2 separate regions of the Urocitellus parryii genome follow, and region 2 is linked to region 1. A link is a contact called in public Hi-C data. All regions are on one chromosome and are shown on one strand. The core of a region is the stretch at or near the end of the contact, and the rest is flanking DNA. Distances in the headings are between cores, read along the strand shown. Region 1 holds the start of Eif3m (eukaryotic translation initiation factor 3 subunit M). Region 2 holds the start of LOC113193889.

The links. A called contact is a pair of places that touch in the nucleus more often than the background predicts.
Region 2: a Hi-C map of liver shows a contact between it and region 1, with 4 times the contacts expected there. The contact joins the promoter of LOC113193889 here to the promoter of Eif3m in region 1. A contact is called at or near these places in 2 of 2 Hi-C or Micro-C datasets (liver and muscle).

What each region holds. Positions count from the first base shown.
Region 1 is chr4:32,907,569-32,910,446 of mUroPar1.hap1, forward strand. It overlaps Eif3m (eukaryotic translation initiation factor 3 subunit M), which reads right to left and starts at 1,477. Exons shown (of 11, transcript XM_026404281.2): 1 at 1,372-1,477. The coding sequence starts at 1,413.
Region 2 is chr4:33,143,947-33,146,824 of mUroPar1.hap1, forward strand. It overlaps LOC113193889, which reads left to right and starts at 1,433. Exons shown (of 5, transcript XM_077797488.1): 1 at 1,433-1,665.

The DNA.
Region 1 (2,878 bases), core at 227-2,726:
CAGATATCAGACTCTGAAGACCCATCAGTGACAAAAACTTCTCAATTCACAAATTCACTAGGTTAGAAACAAGTGTCGTGGCTGGGGTTGTGGCTCAGTGGTAGAGTGCTTGCTTAAGACTTACAAGGAGCTGGGTTCGATCATTAGCACCACATAAAAATAAATAAATAAAAAATAAGGTATTGCATCCAACTACAACTTTAAAAAATTAATTAAAAAGAAAGTGTCAAATGCTTTTTCATTAACCTAGCAGCGAACTGTTGGTATCAACTTCCATTACTAGTTTGTTGGCTTTATTTCCTGTGCTTCACATCATTCTATCTGTGCTTAGCTCCCTCCCTATTTTTAAAAAAATGTTTAGTTGTCAATGAAGCTTTATTTATTTATTTATTTATTTGTGGTGCTGAGAATGAACCCAGTGCTTCACACATGCCAGGCAAGTGTTCTAACACTGAGTCACAATAGCAGTCCTCCCTCCACATTTTTGACCTCCCTTTTCATTTCCCCTTCTTTCTTTGCTCTACAGGATCGCAATTCTACTATAGGGGAACGGATCACTTCTGCAATTCTATAGGATTATCTTATGCTATTAAAGGTATAGAAATCAAAATTTCCCTGTTAGTGGAGTAACAGAAAAAAAAGATAAACTTAGGACTTCATTTACACAAAATTAAACAATGTCATTTCATGTTTAAGTTTAGCTCTCACCAATTCAATTTATGTTACAGGTAAAATACAAACAGCACCCTTGTATATCAAAGAACAACGCCAATAAGTAAACTTAAAAAAGTATCGGGATGTTTCACAACAGGTATGCCTCACAGCATATGATTTGGAGGTTACAGTACTTTCATAACTAGGACTAGAAAACCCTAGTCTAAACATGGAAAATGGGCCACATACTCCTTTGTGACCGCACAATAAAATCTTTTAATTCTTATTACAAAGTTGTTTTCCCTTGAACTGCTAATGTAGACTACAGACAGATTCCAGCCCACCCGCGCCCGATGTGGCTGCGCTGGGGACAGCAGCAGACCCCATTCTAATCAGTCAAGGAGTACTTTGTCAAAACTGTCAGAAGTGACGCCAGCTGGGAGTTCGACGCCGACCAGGAAGCTGGCGGTGGAATGTTGGACCCCACACCGCGATCCCGGGTGGACCGACTCGTGCGACTCAAGACTAGAGATGTGCGCCCCTATCACAGGCCGCCTCCCTACTCGTACACGTGGGGGCGAGAGCTCCAGGTCTCATCCCCGGGGCCGGCTCCGTGGGGCGGCGTCCCGTCCACTCGGCCCAGTCTCGGCAGCGATTTGTTATACCCCTACGACAACCTCCACATCCCTCTAGCGACACTGTGGCCCGCGAGCACACCTGATCTTCCTCACTGATATCGATGAAGGCCGGGACGCTCATGATGAAGGCCCGGGAACCGAGGACGCTCCCCCAGCAAACCACGCCGACCGGAAAAGGAAGCAGGGCCGCGCGGCGGTTCCACAACTACTTCCGGGTCAGCCCCGCGCCGGCCTGGGTGGGGCGGGGGTCACCGAGATGGACGGGGCCAATCCTAGCGCGTATTCTTGCCGCAGCTGGAGGCGTAGCAGACGGATCTTGTGGGCGGCACCCGCTGGGCCACTTCCCGCCCCGCCCCTCGCGGCCTCTGGTCTTCAGCGTTTCGTTGCTGCTTGGACGTCTAGTTAATCTCTCCGGCGGCGCCGCTCCGAATCCACCTTTTCTCTGAAATTTTAGGCCTGTTCTGCCAATGAAGATTACGTGTGCCAAGAACAGTTGTTATTTTCTAGCCCCGTCCCCTTCTGCCTACCAGTCAAGCGGGCCTGCCTCTGTCTATTCGTGGATCCTAATACGCTCTTGGCATTTCCGGGAGAGCCATGGAGATAGGCGTCCGGTGCTAAGTCTGACATCCCCCCTCAATCCCGCCAGTTACGATTTTCGATCTTTGAGGGAGCAGCGGGCAGGCAATGTTCCCTGTGATGGGGACAACGATAGTTTTCCAAGGAAGCTCCCGCGTGAAGCCTGCATTCCAGTGGGGACACACGGAATATAAACATTAGTAAGAATTAGAAAGGCAGTCCTAAATGTCATCCTGCCTAGTTCTGTGGGGTGGAATCCTAGCTGCACCCTTGAATGGAGGTATGACTTAAGGCAATTATCTAACCTCTGGATTTCTATTTCTTCTTGGAAATATAAGAGGACTTAAGTACTTACCTCAGCATTGCTATGATTAAGTAACTATAGAAGGCATTTAGTATACGGTGAGCACTGTCTGCGTTGTTATTAAATAATTAAAGAACATGTTAAGTAGAACTAAGAAGGTAAAATCTAAGAAGTTAAAAACAAAGCGTGGTGTGTGGCTATGCATGCTTATTTAGTTACAGTAATCAAGGAAAACAGCTGAAATGATATTGAGACCTGAAGGAAATGACGAAAGTACCCAGAAATATGTGGGAAAGTTTTTCTTTCAGAAGACAGCAAGGACCAATGGCCTGAGGCAGGTGTGAGGAGGCCTCTAGGCTGAGTATGAAGAAGAGAGAGGCGTGAGATAACCGTTGCCAAAAAGGGCAAGGGCAGTGGTCAGATTTTTTTTTTTTAAGGGAATATCATGCTCCAAACATTGTTTATTTTATTTGTTTTTATGTGGTGTTGAGGATCGAAACCAGTGCCTCACACGTGCTAGGCAAGCGCTCTACCACTGAGCTACAACCCCAGCCCAGCTGTGTGTGTGTGTGTGTGTGTGTGTGTGTGTGTGTGTGTGTGAGAGAGAGAGAGAGAGAGAGAGAGAGAGAGAGAATGAATCACTCTGGCAGGTGTATTGCAAACTGACTTCAGTTGGGTGAGGACCAAATTAGGAAGACTCCCCTTA
Region 2 (2,878 bases), core at 183-2,682, 240 kb after region 1:
CTTCTGTGGTGCAGTTCAGTTTGGAAGCCACCATGTACAGACTCAGCTTGCATTTTACCCAAGGAAAGCTGTGCTGGTCAAGGCCTGAGGGAAGTAGTGGAAGAAAAATCCACAGGGCAGGGGATGTCTGGCTCAGTGACAAATAACCCAAGATTAATAGAAAGCACACAGCATAATCCACTGAATTTACAATCATGATGTACTTAGAGTATTATACAGTAGGAAGAAATGTTTTGGCATAATGTCTTTTAAAAAATTCACAATACTTTGAAATAAGGCACATTTGTTTGGAAACCAAACTTCTTAGCGTACATTTTTTTTTTTTTTAAAGACTGTCCTAACAGTACTGAGTTTTGAGGGAAGACTCCAGATGGAAAAACAAGCACCATTTCAGCAAAGTCAAATAAAGGGCCAAGTCTAATAATTCTGAAACTTATTATAGTGACATCTCACAAGGCAAGCTTGTTAAAACGCGAATTTCTGGGTCTCAATCTGCTTAGTCTAACTTCTCTGCTATAGTCCAGGCCTTAAATTCTAAATCTATACCAAGGACTCCCCAGAAATCTGATGTCAGAGGCCCTGGACCACAACTTGGGAAATTAGTTAAGAGGATGTTTTGCTAAAAATTACTACCAAGATTCCTTTTATTCACTGGTAATTTCTCTAGAATTCCCTGGTTACCTGTCCGTGGGTAGCAGGGATAAGGCTGAAAGGTCTTTTTGTTGGTGGTTTGTTTTGTTTTTTGAGACAAGGTCTCCCTAAGTTTCCAGGCCGTCTTCAAACTTGCAATTCTCCTGCCTCCGCCTCCCCAGTGGCTGGGATTCCAAGCAGGAGCCACAACCTGTGGCCTGAGAACAGCTTTTAATTATCAAGCAGGGCACCAAGCCCAGAAGATGGGCTCTGTGACCCACAAACTTCTGGGATGGTAGGGTTCTCAAACATCCTTTCTGGTCTCTTTCCTTGGGGTAAATTTCATGTAACCCTTTTAGAAAGCAGGGGCTGTCAGGCTGAAGGCTATGACAAGCCTGGGGATGGGCTTTTAAAATCTGTAATTAGGGAAAATGGGAAAACAGGCTGGCTCTGCTCTTTGGCTCAAGGAACAGGAACCAGACACTTAGCATTTAGAAACATATTTTTATGGGATCCCTGTTCCTCTGTGAGCCCTGATGCCCTAACTTTCTGCCCCCTAACACTCCTCCTTCTGATGCCCTTTTCCCTACTTTGACTAATTCTGGAGTCTAATTAAAGACACAAATACTCAAATCTTTGACCCAAACACATAGGCAGAGCCCTCAACCTAGAGAGTTCGGGTTCAGCCCATGGGGGTGTGGGGTAGGGGGGCGTGCTCTTTCAGCTGTCATGAATTCAGGGGGCGCCATCCTTGCTGCAAAATAGTCCAACTACCTCCCACTTCTGCCCCTTCAGGCCACCGGTTGCAGAGAGGAGTGCTGGTCTCCGGGATCAAAGGTCGCGGATAACGAAGCTCCCTGGGCTCTGAGCCAGGCGCCCCCGCCCAGCTCCCGAGATCCGAGTTCGGGGGCGCGCGACAGACGGGGAGCCTCGGCAGCGCGGAGCGCGGGGCTGCCAGGAACGCCACGTCACTCGCGACCCGACCCTACTGGCCCGCCCTGTCCCCGGAGGCGCGAGCGACTTGGGCCGCTGAGGGTAAGCGCTGCCGGGGCCCCCAGGCTTTCTGGAACCCGGCACCAGCCCGCGGGGCGATGGCCAGAAATCGGGGCTCCTACTGGGACCCCACGTGCCTGGGGCGCAGGCTGCAGTGTCAGAGCCGCCAGGTTTCAAGTTCAGATGGCGGCGACCTTGCGGCTTCCCCAGCGCACCCCACTTTCGGATCTGGAAAGAGCTGTGGTCTGGGGGCGGAGGTGGTGGTGGTGGGAGGTCGCGCAGTGTGCGTGGACACCGCTCCTGCATGACAGAGGGCCGAAGTGTCCCTTGTCCCCATTCTCACTTGGTGCCCTTTTAGGCCTTGCACGGCCTGGGCCTGGGCAGCTGCCCACTTTCTCCTTTGCCTCTAGAAAACACACCGGAAGGGGGAGCTTTGGGTCAACAGGAGGCTTTTCTGTCCCGAGAAAGGCCCGCCTTCCGTGCACCTGGTTTTAATAAGAGCCTGGGGAGAAATATGGCCAGGGGCCTGAAGGATCCCCAAGAACTTGTGTCCATAGAGAGAAAGAAGGGTGCACGTGGGCCGTACGTGCGCAGACGCATTCCCTGTACAAAGGCTTGTAAAGCCTCGTGCACTTTTCAAGCTTAATTGTAGCCTGGAGAGGATGTAGGTTGTAGTGATGTTAGAAATGGGATATAAATAGCAGTTAAAAACACATTTATTAAAATCGGGGACAAGGAGACTGCACAGTTGTGCACAATGTATTCTTTTCTTCTCAGTTTTAATCACACACACACACAAAAAAAAAGGAATATAGAAAAACAACTGCGGCTCCTTCCTATACTCCCACCTCCTTAATCCACGGGCACACATATTTTTACATAGTTGCAATTAGAAGTACACCGCATTCTCATTCTGGAACAAGGGAGGTAAATTACACCCCACAGGGGAAGTGTTCATTAGTTCTAAGGAAAAGATCTCAATACATGAACTGGAAGTTTAAGATTGTATCAGGCTTTCAACCTATATTATAAAAGTTTAAAGGATAAAAGACATGAAAGGCTTTCTAAAAAGACCCTTATGAGACATGTAAATATATATTCACGCACACTCTTATTGCATCTTTGTCTAAAGCCAAGGGGAAATTTCTTTCCAATGTAGCCCTTTGATCTTTACAATCTTAAAAAAAAATTACTCTTACTCTACCTTGTACTAGAATTTTGGGGACATGAAGTTTTCATGAAAACTTTTTTAAAC